Regions from separate parts of the Mus musculus genome. Here all the other regions are linked to region 1. A link is a contact called in public promoter capture Hi-C data. All regions are on one chromosome and are shown on one strand. Each heading gives the region's core, a stretch centred on a gene start, on an enhancer-like site or on the middle of the called end of the contact. The rest is flanking DNA. Distances are from core to core; before and after follow the strand shown.

The links. Promoter capture Hi-C pulls out the DNA fragments that hold promoters and counts their contacts.
Region 2: a contact with region 1 is called in a promoter capture Hi-C map of pre-B cells, with 4 times the contacts expected there. The contact joins the promoter of Adprh here to the promoter of Polq in region 1. A contact is called at or near these places in 4 of 39 promoter capture datasets (hippocampal neurons, liver and pre-B cells) and 2 of 115 datasets of contacts at active chromatin or transcription factors (astrocytes and bone marrow-derived dendritic cells).
Region 3: a promoter capture Hi-C map of liver shows a contact between it and region 1, with 3 times the contacts expected there. The contact joins the promoter of Pla1a here to the promoter of Polq in region 1. A contact is called at or near these places in 2 of 39 promoter capture datasets (hippocampal neurons and liver).
Region 4: a promoter capture Hi-C map of liver shows a contact between it and region 1, with 4 times the contacts expected there. The contact joins the promoter of Maats1 here to the promoter of Polq in region 1. A contact is called at or near these places in 5 of 39 promoter capture datasets (the 3T3-L1 cell line, hippocampal neurons, liver and 1 more) and 1 of 115 datasets of contacts at active chromatin or transcription factors (astrocytes).
Region 5: a contact with region 1 is called in a promoter capture Hi-C map of pre-B cells, with 9 times the contacts expected there. The contact joins the promoter of Slc49a4 here to the promoter of Polq in region 1. A contact is called at or near these places in 5 of 39 promoter capture datasets (the 3T3-L1 cell line, 3T3-L1-derived adipocytes, hippocampal neurons and 2 more), 2 of 115 datasets of contacts at active chromatin or transcription factors (acute myeloid leukemia and pro-B cells) and 1 of 9 other capture datasets (liver).
Region 6: a contact with region 1 is called in a promoter capture Hi-C map of pre-B cells, with 13 times the contacts expected there. The contact joins the promoter of Parp14 here to the promoter of Polq in region 1. A contact is called at or near these places in 5 of 39 promoter capture datasets (the 3T3-L1 cell line, hippocampal neurons, liver and 1 more), 1 of 484 Hi-C or Micro-C datasets (regulatory T cells), 2 of 115 datasets of contacts at active chromatin or transcription factors (large pre-B cells and pro-B cells) and 2 of 9 other capture datasets (adipose tissue and macrophages).
Region 7: a promoter capture Hi-C map of pre-B cells shows a contact between it and region 1, with 14 times the contacts expected there. The contact joins the promoter of Parp9 here to the promoter of Polq in region 1. A contact is called at or near these places in 5 of 39 promoter capture datasets (the C10 cell line, embryonic stem cells, hippocampal neurons and 2 more), 2 of 484 Hi-C or Micro-C datasets (B cells and regulatory T cells), 3 of 115 datasets of contacts at active chromatin or transcription factors (astrocytes, large pre-B cells and pro-B cells) and 3 of 9 other capture datasets (adipose tissue, liver and macrophages).

Annotation. Positions count from the first base shown.
Region 1 is chr16:37,010,400-37,013,310 of GRCm38.p6, reverse strand. Polq (polymerase (DNA directed), theta) reads right to left here and starts at 1,525. Exons shown (of 30, transcript NM_029977.2): 1 at 1,252-1,525; 2 at 25-204. The coding sequence starts at 1,411.
Region 2 is chr16:38,451,299-38,454,209 of GRCm38.p6, reverse strand. Adprh (ADP-ribosylarginine hydrolase) reads left to right here and starts at 1,521. Exons shown (of 4, transcript NM_007414.3): 1 at 1,521-1,681.
Region 3 is chr16:38,431,733-38,434,643 of GRCm38.p6, reverse strand. It overlaps Pla1a (phospholipase A1 member A), which reads left to right and starts at 1,499. Exons shown (of 11, transcript NM_134102.4): 1 at 1,499-1,840. The coding sequence starts at 1,768. Gm36333 (a long non-coding RNA gene) reads right to left here and starts at 1,428. Exons shown (of 2, transcript XR_384843.4): 1 at 1,141-1,428.
Region 4 is chr16:38,340,319-38,343,229 of GRCm38.p6, reverse strand. It overlaps Maats1 (MYCBP-associated, testis expressed 1), which reads left to right and starts at 1,370. Exons shown (of 17, transcript NM_001081025.1): 1 at 1,370-1,573. The coding sequence starts at 1,453.
Region 5 is chr16:35,767,993-35,770,903 of GRCm38.p6, reverse strand. It overlaps Slc49a4 (solute carrier family 49 member 4), which reads left to right and starts at 1,534. Exons shown (of 9, transcript NM_153550.4): 1 at 1,534-2,005. The coding sequence starts at 1,663. Hspbap1 (Hspb associated protein 1) reads right to left here and starts at 518. Exons shown (of 8, transcript NM_175111.3): 1 at 365-518. The coding sequence starts at 428.
Region 6 is chr16:35,869,975-35,872,885 of GRCm38.p6, reverse strand. Parp14 (poly (ADP-ribose) polymerase family, member 14) reads left to right here and starts at 1,504. Exons shown (of 17, transcript NM_001039530.3): 1 at 1,504-1,719. The coding sequence starts at 1,533.
Region 7 is chr16:35,936,967-35,939,877 of GRCm38.p6, reverse strand. Parp9 (poly (ADP-ribose) polymerase family, member 9) reads right to left here and starts at 1,408. Exons shown (of 11, transcript NM_030253.3): 1 at 818-1,408. It overlaps Dtx3l (deltex 3-like, E3 ubiquitin ligase), which reads left to right and starts at 851. Exons shown (of 5, transcript NM_001013371.2): 1 at 851-1,184. The coding sequence starts at 1,001.

The sequences.
Region 1 (2,911 bases), core at 276-2,775:
AGGAGTTTACATAAATTTGAATACCTGAATAAACTAGATTCTTTCCTTCCAAGACGTGACCAAGCAAAAGGCATTCTGCCTGCCATTCGAACATCTTTCTTACACCAAAACTATGGTATTTCTCCAGAACTGCTTTAGGAAGTCCCCAATTTGCCAACAGCAGCTGGTCTATCTGGTCATCAGAAACTCTTCGCTTGTTTGTTCCTTTCAGAAAAACAAAAACAATTTAATTACCTCCAACATACAAGTTTAGTAGTTAAACCTGTTTGAATTCCTACCAAACTTAAAACACATCTTCACTTCTAGAGACCTATTAAGAAACTGATCCTATACAGAAAAATGCTAGCAATTTTTTATTTACTAGATGAAAATTTGAAAACTCTTAAGAGCCACAAACAAAAGTGTGCTATAGCTGGGCGGTGGTGGCACAAGCCTTTAATCCTAGCACTTGGGAGGCAGAGGCAGATGGATTTCTGAGTTCAAGGCCAGCCTGGTCTACAAAGTTGAGTTCCAGGACAGCCAGGCTATACTGAGAAACCCTGTCTCGAAAAAACCAAAAAGTGTGCTATACACACTGAATAAAAAGTTTGTACAGATGTGGAGGTAGAAGGGTGATTAAGCATTACAAAGCTGTTAGATGAGTTTCTCTTTACGATTTAGTACTGAGGTATCTGCATAACCAAGGGCAAAGAATTATGAAATGCACTGGTGTAGGCCTATAATCCCAACATTTACGGATAAACACCCTTGGTCCGAGATCGAGACAGCACCCAGCCTGACCTAGAGCAAGCCCTTATCTCAAAAAAGCAAACAAGAACTGGGTTAAGGTTCTAAGACAACATGTGCCTTCCAGCTTTGCTCTTTGCAGTCCAAAGAGCCTGCATCCTACACCACACCCAGAAATTTGGTACTTATATATATGAAGTTGTACCACTGGACATTTATCCTAAGCAAACCCTCGACATGGTGACAGGATCTGGCCAACTTGGAAGTTGTTTCTGGGAAGGTGTAAAGACCCAAAAACCAAAGAACGCCCATATCTACTGGGGCAGTGGTGGACTAAAACACCATCAGCTGTGCATGCTGGCCAAGAGGGAAGCCATCCCCAGGGTTGAGTCCCAGGCCGGGTACTGGATAGCAGCCCTGCCTCCAGCTATCCAGCTCCGGTGCGGGAGTGCATGGCCCTGATACTCTCGCAGCCCATCTCAACCCCTGCTGCCCTCGGCCGCGTCGGCCCCGCGGGTCGAGTACCTGTCCCTGTGAGCCTCCGGCCGCGTCCCAGCCCCGGAGGTGGACTCAGCACCGGTCCACACCGGAGCTGAGGGCTAACAAAGCTATCACCATCTCCCGAGAACGTGTCGGAGCCGGACGATGAACGCCGCCGTTTCCTACTCCGGCGCGGAAGACTCATTGCAAACAAGCTCCTCTCGACTGTTCAGGACACGACACAGTCCCATAGGCCTCCCGCGCGGGAGAACCCCAACCTAGTGACAGCTACCGCCTCCATCTTCCCGCCTCCATCTTCAAATGCAGGCCTCCCAGCACGCCCCGGAACCACAGAGTTCTCCTGGCTAGAATAACCCGACTACCATAGAGTGGTGAGGGACGGAACAGCCCGCGCTGATATCTGGCTTCCGGCCTCCGCTGGCGGCTGGGGATAGAAAAGGGGATAGAGTGCTGGAGACATTAAAAGGAACGGAGCATCTGACTGCATTCGTAGATTGTTCTAAAAACATTCCTCCTGTTTTTACTTATTTCTGGTTTGAATCGGAAGCTAATGAGTTGCCCTTATGTGAATAGATTAGGAAAGTATCTCTTCTTTACTATTGTATTGTGTTTGTTTCTTTTTTGTTTCTTCAGATTGTGTAAAAAAAAAAAAAAAAGTAGGGTTTTTTGGTAGAGCGTAATTTGTGCGGTTTTCCTCTTGTCAAATACGTGAATTAAAATAACAGATGGGGGTGGAGTAGAGGACACGCCCGGGTTAAACATTCCAGGCTGTAGACTGGTTCAGTGTCAATTATTTTGGGTTATCTCGGCCCCTTAAATAGCCACTTGTTTGGTCACACAACTCTGTCATGTTCTTGTGACTATTAAGTAAGTCGTTTGGGAATGTACGAATTTGGGAATGTAGCTTCCACCAACCCAAAAGCTAAGCATGTTATATGCATCTGAGCCTTACAGCAGAAGTTTCTCTTGATTTGCTGGATCTAACCTACCTGAAGTTTCCATTAACATCAATGTATCTTTAAACGTCTTCAGTTATAGCTCTCTTTGCTCGGAAATATAAAAACTCTGTAAAACTGCTACCACAAAACAGTATATAGAACAATTTAAATTTGTCCCTGGGGCCATAGTAACTCATATTTGTTCCAGAATAAATTTTCTTATTCCCTCTGAGTTGAGAACTGCACTTCTGTGTTGGCAGTTGATAGGGAAGGGATTATTTCTGCGGTTATATCCTGAGGATTGTATGATCAGAACTGGAGATTCTGGATAGATCCCTTTGGTGTTGAAAGAGGAGGCTCTGAAAGCACATGAGGGGTCATTCTGAACAAGGAAGTTAGTTATAGATGTGCTTTGACCAACTTCTGGACGTAAATCGGTGCCTGGTACTTGCCTAGTTCCACAGTTCATCTCACCAAGCCAACAAGTGGGTGACAAGCCTATCCTGAAGAAATTATGGCCATTGGTTTGGGGGAAGGATGTGGGGAGTGAATTTAGGAAGTGGTTAAACAATATTCTAAAATCCCACCAGAGGGAGGCATTACTCCATGAAAGAAACGCTTCCTTCCTTTATGCATTTATTCACTAGGAAATTATTGGGCATCAACAGTACACTAGTCTCAGTGTCAGTGATGCAGGGTGGAACGCTTCCTGCTCTGAAAGATACTGGTACAAACATTGACTAAAT
Region 2 (2,911 bases), core at 272-2,771, 1.4 Mb before region 1:
CACGGTCCCTAAGCTTTATCAGTCAGAACACTCATAGTGTTACAGTGTCATCCGCACTCAACACATTTGGGTCTATGCAGTGTCAAAGCTGTCTTGGACTGTTCTGTTTTCTGATCCTCAGTGAATCTTTTCTCTTTTAAAACAGTTTTAACCGCGATCTGGTGAGAGAGCAGCTGGACCCCAGGGCCTCACCCTTTTTATTGTATCAAACTAGAAGTTGGCTTATTGTGGAAGTGTTAATGTTTGTGGACATTTGGAGTCACATTAGTAGTTGATAAAGCCAGTTTTTAAGAAAGGATATAAAATTCTATTTAAAAAATGACCCCATTGTTTTAAAATCATATGCATACCATAAAGACTGATATATGTATCAGGGGTAACATCTAGTTTCTATTTTTCTCTAAAATATCTTTAGATATAATATAGAAAAAATATTCTAAAAGATATAAACTAGGTGTGGTGTTGTAAGACTGAAATTCTAGCATTCTAAAGGTAGAGGCAGGAGGATCACGAGTTTGAGACCAGCCTAGTCTCAAAAAATAAATCAAAATTTAATTTTCCTTCATTCCTCTCTTTACTCGGAAAGCTTCTTGTTCCTCTTCTAATTATTTGCAATTTGATGCTTACCCTTCCAAGCAACACACACACATTTATTAAATATATTAACTTTCCTATGACTTATCAATTTATTTTTGCTTAATAAAAGTCCCTAAACTCCACGTGAACACCTCCTTTATTATTGTGATTAATAGATTTATTTACACAAGAATAGAGTCACCAACGCCAAAATTAATAGATGTTAAATGTTCAGTTCAAGTTTCCTTCCCAGATAAGTCTTTCCTTTTTTTCTGTTTTGAAGACATAGAAGAGGGGATGTGAGTTCTTGGGAGTAGGTCTGAAATTTTTGAGCAGACATGTTCTGATCTTAAGTCTAAGGAGTCAAAGCAGGATCTTTGATGTGCGTCAGGGTCACTGTATAGAAGCAGATACTCCATTTAAGCACAAGGCCCGATTTGTGCCTTTCCGGAGACGAGGCTGTACCGAGCTGGGTCGAGGGTACGGGGGAGTGTTCACTGGCACACGTTTATTCTCGGAACCTGACATCTGGGCTCAACGCCGCCATTGCCACCTTAGGGTTTTAACAAATCCAGAGTCATAATTTAGGGGAAAGAACCTTAAGAGTTCCCCTCTAAGCTCCCGTTTGAAACCCTTCTGTGGAGAGCACGCAGAACCACGGCTGAACGGACTAGGGTTAGAATCGGTGAGCCCAAGCCGCTCTGGGCGGTGGGTACCAGGCTCTGGGAGTCCAACGGTCCGCGGGGCAGAACCCTGGCAGGGCAGAACCCTGGCAGGGCGAGCACGAGGCTGGCCGGACACCACTCCACTCGGCCCACACGCAGCGCGGAGCGGTTCCCGAGCTGATGCGCAAGGCTTGGGCGCCCCCAGCACCGCCCCTTCCTCCTTCCGTCCAGTGCGGAGGACGCGGGAGGACGCAGCTCCGCCGGAAGCCGCTGTGCGCCAGCGACCCGCCCGGCCCGCGGCTCCGCCCCTGTTCGGCTTTTGGCTTGGGTGCCCACAGCAGGACTCCTGCGCCCGGTACCCCGCCTCCAGCTCGGGCAATCCTGCCCTCGGCTCTGGACCACCCCGATCCCGCCCCACGCTCTCAGCTCCGCCTCAGCAGGTACAGCCAGGAGTCCCCGAGCCACTCTCCTCTTACTGACCTTAGTACCCGCTCGGTCCCGCTCTCACCTCCAGACTGGTGCTAGGCCAGTGTCCTCAAAGTGGCCACCAAGACTTTCCTGAGTGCATCGCGGCCTCCCCTCCCCTCATCCCCTCTCCCTATTCCTCTTTCTACCCAGGCCAGGAAACCAATGGGAAATCCCGAAGTGTACTTCGGCTTTGATTGTATAGTTTGATGGCTTTGTCACCTGTGCCCGTTTAGAGTGGGTTAAGGAATAATGACTTCTGAAGGGTGGGTCTGGGCCAGGATGGATGCATGTGCCAAGGTGAAAAGGAATTTCAAAGAGAAAAGATACTGGCTACTTCCTCCGTAGGTTCCCACACTCTTCCATGGAGAGCTCAAAAAGGGAACCTGGAGCATTGGGAGGAGAAGGTGGGGGCGTTAGTCCTTAGTTCTCAGAGGTTAACAAAGCTAGGGCTTCGAAAACCTGGGCCAAAACAGGACCTCGGAGAACGAGGCCTTCCTCCCCCACAGATGGGAAACAGATGGGAAACTCCAGCGTGAGAGGATTGTTAGTGGTCACAGAGCTAACACAAGAGACTACAGAACTCTAGTTCCTAGCCGTTATTTATACATAAAACACACACACACAACACCACACACACACAACACACACACACACACACACACACACACACACACACATGTAATCAGGATCAAGCATGGAAAAGCCAGATCTTTACCCTTAACTGCTTCTCCAGGTCTCTGCTGGCCTGTGCCCTAGACCTGAGCAGTGTGACTAGATGGATGGTGGAGGTACCTGGGCTTGAACTAAACCTAAAATGGCGGTTAGAGGAAGAAAGACAGGTGGATGGGAAGAGCTTGGGCTGAGGGCAGGGGTGAGCTAGGTCTTTTTGCCCCTAAGAGTGTTTGCCCCTGTTCATGGGGAGGCTGGGTGCGTGGAGGGGGCAGACAGTGGAACACTGAATCACCACACGGAATGGGTGTCATGGAGCCCTGGCCTGAGTAGAGTAGAAAATGTGTACACCGGGAAGCCAGGGCTTTAGCAAGGATTTCATTTGTGGTGGGAATAGCATTTGCAGCCCGGCACTATAGAACTTTTACCATATAGAAGACAGACAAGGGGCTGGAGACATGGCTCAGCAGTTTGAGAGCACTGGCTGTTCTTCCAGAGGGGCTCAGGTTCAATTCCCAGCACCCACATGGCAG
Region 3 (2,911 bases), core at 250-2,749, 1.4 Mb before region 1:
ATGGCAGCCATCAACATTCATAGAGGCTCAGATGTGCTGGCCTTGTCTCAGAGGCAGGGACCATGTTATTCTGTCCCCTCCAAGGCCATGCTGGGCTTGGCACTCACTCAGTCAACTAAACAGGACTTAAAAGAGCGAAACACCAAGCTTGGGGCCTGCATGCATCTGCACCAGGCCCTCTGCATATACATACGTCATGGCCGTCAGCTTGGTGCTTTTGTGGGACTCCTAACACTGGATCTGTGACTCATTTGCCTGTCCTTGAGACTCTTTCCCTTATTTTGGGTTGCTTTGTCTAGCCTCGATATGAGGGCTTTTTGCTTTGTCTTATTGTCATCTTGCTTTGCTCCATTTGGCTGTCATCTCTTAGAGGCCTTCTGAAGAGGAAAGAGATGGGGAGTAGATCTCAGGGAACGAGCATGTGGGGAAGAGCTGGGGGGAGTGGAGGGAGGAAAAAATGGTCAGGAATTATTGCATAAGAATCTACAATAAAAATAAATAAAAAAAAAACAACAAATGAAAATGGTGGCTTTCTATGGACTCTGGAACTGGAAGGAAGAGACAACAGTGGGTAGGAGATTCATTCTTCACCATAAATTTTCATACATTTCAAATTTTACTTCGTGTGTGTGTGTGTGTGTGTGTGTGTATGTGTGTGGCAGAGATCCATGTCTGCTGACTTCTACTATCTTTCAAGACAGAGTCTGTCACTGAACCAGGTACTCACAATTGCTAGGCTGCCCATGGATACACCCAGGGCAGTGGCTCTGTTCTGGTATAACCTGTCCAGCTCTAACCCCCTACCCGGTATCACCTTTGTACGCTCTGGATGTTCCCGGACAGGGCTGGAAAGCATGTGTGCCAACAGCACTCCTTCACAAAGCTACTCTTCCGAAAGATGATGCTTGCCTGCTTCCGGCTCTCCGCCTTGTAATGGTGTGCTCCTGTTGCAGGAACACTGACCCAGGAAGGGCCCTGCCCTGCTCTAGCCTGCAAAAATATCAGATTCTGTGGTCTCCACTACCCCTGGAGTGAGGTGGCAGCACGAGAGGACAGACTCCCTGGCTCCAAACCCAGGCTAGACCACATCCATCAATAGTGTTCCCACGTCACTCACATCTCCTGCTCTTGGTTCTTTACCTGTGAGCTCAGGCATCAAGATGTCTCTTCTCTTGGGTTGGACTTGACTTCCTAACCTCGAGAGGCTGTGGAAGGCAGCAGTACTTTGCAGAAGCAAATTGGATCTCCCTTTACTCTGTCCCATAAACGTACCCATACGTGTGTCATTGGCTGCACACCGGGTGAGGTTCCCTAGGGATCCAAAAGTGAAAGAGCTTTCCAGCCTCCAGCTGCTCAGTATCCCAGGGACAAATATGTCCACAGAAATTCCATTACGGTGAGAGTTTTGTAACCACTGGGAGATGAAAGGCTGCCTTGGGCCATCACTGAGATTTCATAATGGGAAAAAGTCACTTCCTGATCTTCTTTGGTGCAGAGAGGAAGAACGGTATGTTTCAATGTCCCCTGCTTAAAAAAAAAAAAGTGGGAAGGTTGGCTCATTTTCATTGAGAAGAGGAAACTGAAAACTCCAGAGGTTAAACAAATAGGAAGGTTTATTTATTTATTTATTTATTTTACAAGCCACAGAGCCAGTTAATGATTCCTAAGTCCCAAGTGGGTGTTACATGTTTGCTTGAAGGCTGGGCCATGTGACATCCCAGGCTTGGGGACTCTCCTTCATTCTGGCTCCAGGACTCCAGCTCCACGATGCGTCCTGGCCTCTGGGAGACATGCTTCTGGTTGTGGGGACCACTTTTATGGCTCAGCATTGGAAGTTCAGGTAAGCCAAGGGCTTGGGTGGAACCTTATTTCTTAAACTGTCCTCTTACACAGCACTGACTTTGGAAGGTCCCCTAAAAGTTCTTTATCTCTGGCGGCGATTTTAAAAGAAAGGGGAAAACCCTCTTATCATAACGGGAATTAGTGGTGAGACCAGTGCCTTCTTGGGACACCAAAACTGAACTTCCCCCATCTCCTGACTCATTTTTCTAAAATCCGAATTATAACCCTTTTCACCTTGTTCAAGCCAAAGTGACTGTAACAAAAATTACCTTTGACTAACTCTCAATATTAATTTTCATCCTACTAACGGCTACTGTTTTCTATGTAGTTACTTTTTAAATTTTTTTTTTCAAGACAGGGTTTCTCTGTATAGCCCTGGCTGTCCTGGAACTCACTCTGTAGACCAGGCTGGCCTCAAACTCAGAAATCCACCTGCCTCTGCCTCCCAAGTGCTGGGATTAAAGGCGTGCGCCACCACACCCGGCTGTAGTTACTTTTAAGTTTGCCAAACTAACTTTTGGGAAAGTTCAAGAACATTTTTGTCATACACACACACACACTCGCACACATGCACTCACATATGTATGCACACACACACCTCACAGGCCTGCACACAGGCAGAACAATCAGAAGGGTCTCGTGTCTCCACCTCCCAACCACAGACTGCTTTTCTGTCCTCCCCTAAGAGGGTTCCCATCTCTCAGCTTCTGAACGCCCACCGGGACTTGCTCAGACAGCGCTATTTCTAGCCTTTGCCTCTTGGGAGGGGTCTTTCCTCAAAGCAATTCACTGCCCTGCTCAGCATTTCCAAATGTGTTCCAAAGTCCGGATCACACAGATCTATTCTCTCCTTACACCCTAGGCAGCTTTTCCTCGGCTTCCTGTGGGGTTTTTGTCTCCCTTGGTTGTTTGTTCCTATAAGGGGTGGGTCTGGGGCTCCAGTCTCTTGCGTACATTTAGTCCATGTAGGACAGGCTTAGTGAATGGTACTGCACCCCTGCCCAGTGAGCAGCAATGAACTGGGGGAGTACACGCTGAGCCGGCAGACATGGATTAAGTATATCTATCT
Region 4 (2,911 bases), core at 121-2,620, 1.3 Mb before region 1:
TCTCAACATGATTAGAATTGGGCTGGAGAGATGGCTCAGCGGTTAAGAGCACTGATTGCTCTTCCGAAGGTCCTGAGTACAAATCCCAGCAACCACATGGTGTCTCACAACCATCCCTAATGAGATCTGATGCCTTCTTCTGGGGTGTCTGAAGACAGCTACAGTGTACTTACATATAATAATAAATAAATCTTAAAAAAAAAGATTAGAATTAACTTTGTTAGTGATAATAGCGAGATTATTTTGGACTAGTGTGTATCTCAGTAGTAGAGTGCTTATAGCATATGTGAGACCCTAAATTCAATTCCCAATGCCACAAAAATAATGAATGAATAAATAAATGAACAATATTAGTTCGAGGCGTTGGCTAATTTTAAGGTAAAATGATACTATGAAATTTCTTTTTAAAAGAAGAATGGATCATGGGCAAAAGCTGACCCATTTCTGCCTCTCTAGTTTTCATTGCAGGATTTATTTATTTATTTATCTATTTAAAGCAGAGACTACGCATGCACCATAATACCAAGAGCAGCAGCCTGGAGATAGAGTTCCTATTACAGAAGCCAATGTCCGCTTTTATACTGCTCCAAGGCCCAACACACAGGAACTTGGATTTCTCCACCTTGTGGAAAGAGGCTTTCAGAAATGAAAGTACCGCCAGGCTTGGTGGTGCACGCCTTTAATCCCAGCATTTGGGAGGCAGAGGCAGGCGGGATTTCTGAGTTCGAGGACAGCCTGGTCTACAAAGTGAGTTCCAGGATAGCCAGAGCTACACAGAGAAACCCTGTCTCGAAAAACCAAAAAGAAAGAAGGAAAGAAAGAAAGAAAGGAAGAAAGGAAGGAAGGAGAAAGAAAGAAAGAAAGAAAGAAAGAAAGAAAGAAAGAAAGAAAGAAAGAAAGAAAGAAAGAAAAGAAGGAAAAGGAAAGGGAAAGGAAAAGAAGAAATGAAAGTACCCAATTCTAGCAGGTGAAGAGATTTCCCATGGATTTCTAGAAGATACTGGCGGCAAGGGCGGTCACTAGCAAATAGCTCTTGGTTTTCTCAAGTAGCCCTTTCCCCAGCATCTGACGTCAGCTCTATTGGGCAGAATCCCTATCCCTTAGCCTCTTCTTCCTGGCCCTGCTTCTTTCCATGCTAGATTTTCCCTTTCTCTTGACTATTCCCTTCCAGTACCCAGCTCCTCAGGTCGCCCCACGTCTTGCCTCTTCATTCTGCCAGGTTTGTTCACCCTGTATCCCAAAATCTACTCTGTCGCTCCTTTCTGCCTCTTCAAACTGCCCCCAGAGCCTTTCCCCCTGCCCTTTCACTTCTCCGCCCCGCCTCCCCGCCTCCTGAAACTCGCCCCGCCCCTTATCCCTGCGTGCTTCTGCGGTTGCCATAGCTACGGTGTACACAGCTACCAAGCCTCCCATAGCTGTTTTTCTGCTGGCGGGAGGGAAAAAGGCAGCACCATGAGCCAGACAGTGACCATCCAGGAACCCAGGCCCAATGATCAGAGGATTCCGTATCAATGCAGAGAGGTGCGGAGGGCCAAGGGCGGATTCGCCAATCGAACGTACGATTACCTGTACGGTAAGGACTGCCCACTCCTCCTGGGAGCTAATGTAACCTGGTAGGGTGTGCTAAAAAACAAGCTCCAGGACAAACCCTCTGGCTCTGGACCGCACAGGTGGGAGCCCTAAGTCCCAAGTACGCTGTGGGCCACGCGCTCTGCAGCACTTCGGAAGCCACAGGTGTGCGCAGCTTCTCCAAGTGCCAGACGGGGGTCACCCCTTTTCCCTCTGATAATTTAATCTTCCTGAAACCTAGTCTGGTTTCAATCATTCAGGTGCACATTCATAAAAGTGTGAAGTGAGCCGGGTGGTGCATGCCTTTAATCCCAGCACTTGGGAGGCAGAGGCAGGTGAATTTCTGAGTGCGAGGCCAGCCTGGTCTACAAAGTGAGTTCCAGGACAACCAGGGCTACACAGAGAAACCCTGTCTTGAAAAAAACCAAAAAAAAAAAAAAAAAAAAAAAAAAAGAAAGAAAGAAAGAAAGAAAGTGTGAAGTGATTTGCAGAGCTGGAGAGGCACGCAATGCATTCAAACACACATGTCCAGTGAAAGTGATAGTGATTTTCCTGCCCCAGGTTCTGACAAATCCAAATTTGGGGTTCTGGGTAAAGAGGTTCCAGTTGGCTTCATGTTTGTTTTCAGTGGTTTCCTCCTCTTCCTCCTCCCCTCTTTCTCCAACCTTCTGTTAATCAAAACATTGTTGATAAACTCAGTGCACCCATTCCCCTAGGACCAATTAAATTCCGGTTTATGTTATGCCCTGATTTTCCATTTGTGGTCTTCCTCTCCAGACCTTAAGTTCTGGTTCACACATGTCTGTCATCCTCTTGAGCCTATTACAATACTGTACACAGTATTATGTATAAAAGTGTTAACTAGACTACTGGATTTATACCACAACAAGTGCAACCATTTAAGCACGATGCTTTCTTTTTCTGATTTTTTCCCTCTGTAGAAACAGGCTGTCACCTGAGCCCTGCATAATTTTCAGCCTTATGGTATTTCCTTTGGATCTCCAGAATCTCTTCTGAAAACCTGTTTTCTTGGATTGGGCTGTGTAATTACCGACTGCATGCTCTCTTAGTTAGCTTTTCTATTGCTGGGACAAAACATCATGATCAAAAAGCAAGTTGGGAGGGAAAGGGTTTATTTAGCTTACACTTCTACATTGCTGTTCATCACCAAAGGAAGCCAGGACAGGAACTCAAGCAGAGCAGGAAACTGGAGGCAGGAGCTGATGCAGAGGCCTTGGATATTGTTGCTTGCTCTCTGTGGCTTGCTCTTCATGGCTTGCCCTCCATGGCTTGCTCAGCCTCCTTTCTTATAGAACACAGGACCACCAGCCCAGAAATGGCA
Region 5 (2,911 bases), core at 285-2,784, 1.2 Mb after region 1:
GAATGATTTGGGACAGGAGAGATGGACTGTCAAGTAAAAACCCCTGGTGCACAAGTCTGGCGAACTCCCCAGAGACCTCCATAAAAAGTTATGGTCGCATACACCTGGAATCCCAACAGAGACAAGAGAATTGCCACAAAATTCCCTCAGAGGCCAGCGATCCTGGAGTCCTCAGAGGAACTTCTTACTCCACAGTGGTACTTGTCCCGATAGATCAGAAAACTGATCCGCACGACGTTAAGAAGCCACATGCTCTAAAAAGTCACTTTCTCCCAGGCCTAACACGCCGCGGGCGAGACTTGGGATGGAGCCGCGCCCATCCGCACCGCTCGGAGGCACTTCGGCGTCCCTGGCTCGCACCTACCTTCCTCCCCCACAGTTCTCTCGCCCAGGGTCGGGGGCGCGATGCCCTCGCAGCCTGCTGCCATGGTTATCGCGCCGAGGATGGAGAGAGCGCCAGGTGAGAGGGCTCACCGGGATCTGCGGCTTCCACACAGGAAGGATCCTCCGCCTCTGCCGGAACCGGCGCCGCCGCGGTCACGTGACGGCGCTGGGCGTGGCCACGCCGGTTTGTTTTGCTCTTTGGAAGCTGAAAGGCGGCGAGCACGTGGGCTGGGCTGTGGCTCCTTTCTTCCACCCTTAGCGTCTGCTGTTTCTCTTCCTTCTCTAGTCGGATCCTCCATCTTCGCCTTGGCTTTCTCTCAGTCGGACTCGCGATTTAGGAGACCCCGGGGCTGGCGTGCCTACTCTTCCACCTTGTTGGTTCCCTTGGCATCAGTGCCATTCCAGCTGGTTTTCGTGACTGCCTGGGAATACGAACCCCTTGAAGGCGTTCCCTGTGACTCATTTGCTGAGCCAGATATGTCAGCAAATGACTAGTTTTCAAGGACACAGGCAGCTGTCAGAGTTCTGGATTTGTGCATTTGAACAAATGAATGTCTATGTCTATGTGGTCAAGAGATGCACAATCTCCAGCTTTTGCCGTTTATTTAGTCTGGCTAACATACCAAGAGAGAGATCTAGGTCACTGTCTTCCAACTTTAACACAATCCATATTATTTACCCGTTTGCATGACAAACAAAATGGGTAGAAAAAACTCTTTATATGTATGAAGGAAAATTGGCTAGTTTATAATCTCACTGGATGCGTAAGACACATACAAAACCAAATGGTCTTCATGAAACAATACCCTGAGACCTTCCTAAACTTCAGTATCCTGCCGTCTATAATTTCTGCAGTTAGAAACCCAATAAAAACAAAAGTAAGCCTAATATAGACCCAAGCATTGGGATAAGTGACCCGAGGTCAGCGAGTTGTTTATTAGGCACGTGATGTAAACTTGGGCACTTCCTCCAAGCAACCCGCGAGTGACTGACTCAGCCTACTTCGCTCCAGTCTCCCAGCCGGCCGCGATCTTCTACCCTTTCCACTCGTAGGGTCCCGGGCTTCTCCCCGGGGCATTCCTGGGTTCCCAGCGAGCAGGGTGGACCCCGCCTCGCCTCCTCCCCTCGGGCTCGGGCGGCGCAGGCGCAGCAGACGCGCCCGGGAGGCCGAGGACTAGAGCAGCTCCGGCTCCGGCTCCCGCTCCACCCGCCCAGTCAGCTCCCGGCTGGTCTGCGGCCACCGGGACGCGTCGGGCAGGGCCGGCGGGCGGCGTCGCCATGGGCTCGGGTTGGAGCAGCGAGGAGGAGGAGCGGCAGCCGCTGCTGGGGCCGGGGCTCGGGCCTGCGCCGGGGGCTGCGCGCAGGGGCCGGGAGGCGACGGCCGTGCTGCCTGCGGCGGGCCCGAACCCCGGGAGGGTGTACGGGCGCCGCTGGCTGGTGCTGCTGCTCTTCTCGCTCCTCGCGTTCGCCCAGGGCCTGGTCTGGAACACCTGGGGCCCCATCCAGAACTCGGCGCGCCAGGCCTATGGCTTCTCCGGATGGGACATCGCGCTCCTGGTCCTCTGGGGGCCCATAGGCTTCCTGCCCTGCTTCGCGTTCATGTGGCTGCTGGACAAGAGAGGTAAGGGGTCCGGGACGCCTGCGGGCGTGTCCCTTCTCTGGGAGTTGGCGCCTGCCAGGATCCGGGCCTGCCTGTGTCTCCCTGGGCTTGGTCTAGGGGTTGTGTGAGGTGACCCAGTGTAGCTGGCATCCCATTCCTTACTCGGGAACCCTCTGTCCCCAAAGCGACAAATACGGAGGATGCTTTCCAAGTATTGATGTTTTGTGTTACGCCCTTTATGCCACAATCATCAGATGTAGAAGGCTTTGTATACTGTGGACATCAGAGCCATCCAGTGCACTTGCTATGAATGTCTTTGACACCTGACAAAAGTGACTCATGCTTAAATTTCAAAGAGATTTGGGGTGCTGAGAGCGAAAGATCAGAAGAGACTGGTGATGACCAGATGTAAGAGGGTAATGAGCTGGCGTGGTGACTCCAGCCCTGGATGACTGTTGGGAAACTCGGGTCTGACGCTTGGGTTTCTGGAAGGTAGAACCCCAGGTAAACCGAGAGCTTCCGCCTGGGTGACTTCTCAGTTGCGATTTATTACTCTCAGATAAAGATCGCAGATGCAGGAAGGCTCTCTTTCAGTTAGGGACTCCAGGCTTCTCACTTTGCCAATTGCCAGTGTGATTCTGTGAGATGAGGAAAAGGCCAGAGTGGAAAGAGTCAAGATGTTGAATTATCCCTCCAGAGGATAAATAAAACCCCCAGGAGGCTGCTGTGCACGATTTAGACTTCTTAGGTTATGAGGTCGGATACTGGTCGGAAACTGCTTTGTTTCTGTTCAGTCTTTTACGAGTTTTGATACAATAGATTCTTTGGGTAGTTTTGGGACATTGCCTTAGTCTACTGGCCCATTGACAAACAGCCATAAGCTTATAAAATGAAGGACATTTATTTATAACCCCTCTGGAAACCGGG
Region 6 (2,911 bases), core at 255-2,754, 1.1 Mb after region 1:
TGAGCCCAAACCCCCATCCCTCACCCGGCTGCTTGACTCCTGGGTCTTCCTGTCCATTCAAAGTTTTGGAAAGATCTGGGAAAAAAAAAATTGCCAGGCGGTGGTGGCACATGCCTTTAATCCCAGCACCACTGGGAGGCAGAGGCAGTTCGAGGCCAGCCTGGTCTACAAAGTGAGTTCCAGGACAGCCAGGGCTATACAGAGAAACCCTGTCTAGAAAAAAAAAAAAAAAAGGGGGGGGGGAGGGGGGAAGCTCTGAGTGCTGCCTCGGCTTCCTTCCTTTTTTTCAGACCTCGGTCCTCTTCAGACTCCCCATCGTCCCTGTTCTCCATCAGATAGTGTTACCAGGGGCCCCGAGGGGGTCACCATACTCTAGCCCTGGACCGGCAAAGCCTGCTTTAATGCGTATCCCAAATATTCGCTCATCACGCGTTAAGGATATACAGATTCCCAGTCTCTTCTTATCCCGGTCACAGTAGGCGCACCTCACTCCTGTTGCTTGGACCACTCCTGGATGAACTGTTCATATCTTTCGGCCAATCTTGTCTCCAAAGGCAGCTTAGAGGCCATCACGTTCTTCCTAGGAGGGGGAATGGGGGAGGCGGGTGTCGGAGCCCCAAGAGCCCTAGACCAGTAGCGGGACCAGAGCCCTCTCCTGAGCACCCAGGTCAGCCTGGCTTTCTCTCACTCCTGTCGAACTCAGCCACCATGCAGCAGCCTAAGTTATTTTGTGTAAGTGAACCACAAAGCCCCAGAGACCCACCATCTAAGGTCATTTCTTAGTAGTTCTTAGGCTCTCGGGTAGCACGTCCCTTGCCCAGAAGTGCTACCTGATCTTTCCATAATTGGGCTGGGAGCCCATGCTCTTCTGCTCCAACACCTGTGTATTTCTCCCTAGAGTTGTCGACCGTCTCCTGTGTCCCCATACCTGTGTCCCTCCGTTGAACACCCAGAAAGCATGGACGCCAGCACGCGTTCCTCAATACTGGGAGTTTGTAAACACAAAGTATGCACAGATGAGAAAACAGAATTCTGAAGCAGGAAAGTCAGGTCAGATGCCCTCGGGTGGTCCCCCAAGTGAGCAGGGAGCATCCTGAGAGGATCGTTTTCCTTCTCTTATACAGCGTGGGTTTTCAGGTATGCAGAAACTATCCTAGTGATGGAGCAGGGCTCAGCTGTAGCTCAGGTGGAGTGCGGGCGGGGCCCAGCTCTGGAGCTGCTAAGGAGGTGGCCTGGAGGCTAGAGCTCGGGTGGAGGATTGACTGGCTTCTGTTGAGAGCAGGAGAACAAAGTGCCTGGGGGTGGGTGGGTGGTAGCTCTGTGTGTGTGTGTGTGTGTGTGTGTGTTGTTGTTGTTGTTGTTGTTGTTGTTGTTGTTGTTGCACTATTCCAATCCTGGGATAGCGAGGTGAAGATAGAAACTAAGGACGGGGAGGGATTTCCAGGAAATGAAAGCGAAAGAAGTTATCTCAATGTTAAAACTCTGAGCAGTTTTGGACGACCCAGCAGTCGCCGCTTCCTAGTTCAGTCAGGATGGCAGCGTCGGGTTCCTTCCCGCTGCTGGTCGAGGGCTCTTGGGGCCCCGACCCCCCAAAGAACTTGATCAACAAGTTGCAAGTGTACTTCCAGAGCCGGAAGAAATCCGGAGGAGGGGAGTGCGAGGTCGTCCCGGAGCCGGGGAACCCAGCACGCTTCCGGGTGCTCTTCTCCCCGGAGGATGGTGAGGGGCGCGAAGGTCGGGGAGGGTCGCCTCGCGCGGGGTTTGGGACCATGGGTGCCAGGTCTAGCCCTCGGCTGCAGCTCGTTCGGTGCGGGAGATCCTGGAGGCAGAATCTGCGTGGCGAGCGCAACCGGGAGTGGCGTTCCCCTTGCTTTCCCAGTCGCTCCCTGAAGCAATCTGTGGACCTTCCCGTGTTCGTTTGTTTGTTGTTTGGTTGTGAGCCTAGCCTTTCACGGCTGAGCCATCTCTCCAGCCCTTGTTTGTTGTTTTAACTGTCCTGTTTTTATTATTCAGGTGGGGCAGGAAAAGAATTAAGAAACGGGAGGAGTCCAGGGTCCGCTAGCACCGCAGGGTTCTTAGGGAGATGAGCTTGAGAAGTGAAAAGCCCTAGAGCTCTTGTGCCTCAGTGGAGGAGGGAGGGACAGGGCAGGGGTGGGTAATGGGTGGTGGTGTCTTGTTCCTACCTCGTCCTTCAGCCCCAAGATGATCTGAGGTGGCTGTAAGCTTGGAACCCAGGTTGGGATAGGGACTGGGGGTGTTCCCTCATCTCTGGAAGGTTCCTGAACAGTTAAGCAGTTGAATGTTCCCCACCTCTATTGGCCTTCTGCAAAGGAGGCCCAGCCTTCATTTCTCGCTCAGGTGGGTGAATGGAAGTCCCAGATCTGTGACTTCTGGAAAGCCACCATGTGTTAATATCAGAGATTTTGCAGACCAGGGTCATCCTCAGAGTGCAGGATGGAGGGAACATTTGGGCCAGAGGAGAGGAAAGGAGGCTGAGGAGACCGGGCAGTGGGCAAGGTAACAGCCCAGCAAAGACCCAAGAAGGAAAAAAAAAAAAAAAAATGAAAACAAGAGAAAGGTGTAACACAGGGTTTCAGGAAGCCTGGGTAGGAGGGCACAAGAGACCTGCTTAGCTCTGATCCCTTCCGGAAAACACAGGTTTGATTTCACAAGGGAGCCCTCAATGGGCAGCTAGCTAGTAAAGTGAGAATCTCATTTTTCACTTTTCCTAGATCAGTGATTCTCAACCTTCCTAATGCTGCAGACCTTTAACACAGTTCCTCAGGTTGAGGTGACCCCAACCACAAAATTATTTTTGTTGCTACTTCATAACTGTAATTTTGCTTACTATTATGAACCAGAACCTAATCCCCAGGAAAAGATCATTAGATCCTAAGGGGTTGTGACCCAC
Region 7 (2,911 bases), core at 159-2,658, 1.1 Mb after region 1:
GCAGGCCAAAAGCAAAACTTCCTTTTTCCTTGTCCTTTTATATAGGCTGCTACCAGGACGCGTGACCCAGATTTAGGGCGGGTCTTCCAGTCTCAAAAGACCCAATCAAGAAAATCGCTCACAAGCACTACCCAGCTAGCTGGGGTTTTAGCTGATTCCAGACGCAGTCAAAATGACAACCAAGATTAACCATCACCTATGAGCTAAACTATGGTGTTAACCTTTAGAATTAACACACATAATCCCCACTTTATTTCTGTTGACGCTATAGATCTTACAGACCCTTCCTCTTCCTCTCCCTGGCCTGGAACCCAGCCCTCTGGACTTTAGGCTACTGCTGTCCCAGCCTAGAATACTTTCCTCCCCTCCCCCAACCCCTTAAGATACCTCTTGAAACCTGCTCTTTGGCTTTTGCTTTGTTCACAGGTACTGACTGCTTCTGTGCTCAGTTCCTCGTTACCTCCCTCTCTAGGGACTCAGGGAAGCAAGCCGATCTGTGCTATTCGCTAACTTAAGGCCCTCGAGCAGAAAATCCCTAAGGTGCCCAGCTAACAGGAAAAGTACAGGTCACCAAGCAGGTAAACTCTCTCCACTTGAAATCAGAACCGCATCTCAGTAAATACTAGTTACAACAATCATTTCAAAAAGTACAAACAGGTGAAACTCTTTACCCCTCTATTCCGCTCCACCCTTGAGAGGCCTGAACCTGGGATCCGGGTTCCCGCCAAACTTCCGATCCTGCAAGAATAGAAGGGCGACCTGCCACCGTAGGGAAACTTCCTCTGAGCGCCCACCGCCGAGCGTGCGAACTACTCACCGGGTGATGGCTCTGAGAGATGGCAGAGCAAGACAGGCGGCGGCTCTGCGGAGAACAAGGAGGGACCTTCTGGGGAATCGAAACTGAAACTTTGCCTCTCGGGTCTTTAGGGCAGGGCTCGCCTTTGCTCTTCCCTGTCTGTGCAGCGCCCCTGAGCCCCAAACGAGCCAGACGCGGATAGCCATGGCTTCCAGTCCCGACCCGCCGTCCCCGCTACTCGTACGGCTGCGGGAGTCCATCCCCAAGGCGCACAGGAAGCTCGAGATATACTTCCAGAGCCGGGCCTCGGGAGGTGGGGAGTGCTCTGTCCAGCCCGTGGGCCCCAGCGCCCCGGACACCTACGAGGTGAAGTTCCTAAAAAAAGCAGGTGAGCCGGGGCAGGGGAAACAGGGCAAGGCTCGGGTGCAAGGGTAGAACCAGCAGGTTTCCAAACCGATCCCTGCATGCTTCCGACGAGAGCCCACGCGAGTGTGGCTCTCTGTCTGTGGGAGAGTGCGGTCCACAGACTCCCTCCATCCCACAGTGGCGGAGAGAGCCTCGTATGAGTCCAGCCGCTGATGAGGTCGCGGTTCGACTCCATCTGAGAATTTCCCAGCAGACCCAGTTGAGAGAAGAAACAAAGTGTGGGGGTTGGGATTGAGGAGGAAATCCAGAACCTTGTGCACGCTAGGCAAGTGCTCCACCACCGATCTCGACTCCAAGCCATTTTAATGTTGTAAATAAAGATTCCGTTGACTTATTTTTAAGGACTACAAAAGTAATATATGACTTTAAAGAGGAAAGTCAAAGAAAAATTATCTGAAGATAGTTTGGTGGGGTTTGGTTTGGTTTTGGTTTTGGTTTTTGGTGTGTGTGTGTGTGTGTGTGTGTGTGTGTGTGTGTGTGTGTGTGTGTTTGGTTGATTTTAGAGACAGGGTTATTCCTTGTATCCTTGTCTGTCCTGGAACTAGCTCCATAGGCTGACCTCAAACTCGCAGAGATCCTCCTTCCTCTACTGGGATTAAAGGCAGGTGGTGCCACACTAATGTCCTCAATGGGGGCATTTTCATGCATTCTTTTCTGAGAGTCAGCAAATGAATATACATTCTAAACTTTTTGATCTTGTTTCTTTTGGGGGGCCGGGGGTTTCACCATTTAACTATACAATAACCATTATTCAATGTCATTGAAATGAGAGATTCAAAACCATTACAAAACATAGGTTTCCCCACCACCACCCCTTTGAGACAGGATCTTGCCATGTGCCATTGGTTGGCCTTGAACTCATAATACCCCTACCCCTACCACTACCATTTAAGTGCTAGATTGTGAGTGTGTACCAGCATGCCCAGACTAGAAATGTGATTTCTAATAACCAAATTATATTCCTATGCTAAAACTTAAGCTCCCTTCTTTAGAGTTCTGATTAGCTTCTCCTATCACCAGCCTGCTATTCCAGAATGCCAGAAATAACTGTTCAGGTCCTCTGTATGCATTTGACCAGGAGCCTACAACAGATACCACCAAGGGCCAACTTGGTGAACCAATGCATTACTTATTGCATTGGTATTGGTTATTGGATTTACTTACAGGAATATGGGAAACGACTCAAAGGCAACTGCATCACCAAAGCCCACCTAGCATGGGTGACAGCTCACAAAGCTGGGAACCTGGAGCTCACTGCACACCTACAGGCAGCTCAATAGGTTAGGGAGTGTTCTTTCCAGGTGGCTCAGTTGGTCTAAACTTCCTCCTAAGTGGAGCTTAGAGTTCACTTCCTGCAGGCAGCTTCTCTGGTGGTTTAAGTTTTCTTCACAGCTTGTTTTGTCTAAGAGTCTCCTATGCAGACCTTTAATGAGTCCTCACAGCAGCTCTGTTCTGGGAGTCTCAGGAGGACTCTTCCCAACAGTCTCTATTGTTTATTCATTCAGGGAGGGGCCTATGAGTCTGGTCAGTTTCTGGGATTTCCTGAAGCTATTTTGAGTTGTTTACCTTCTTGCTTAAGGAACTTCTTTGCAGGGTGGAATGTTTCAGTCTTGAGAAAATTTACACAACAGTCCCATACCCTATGGTTTATTCAAATAAAGTCTATGGAAGGCGAACCAATGCATTTAT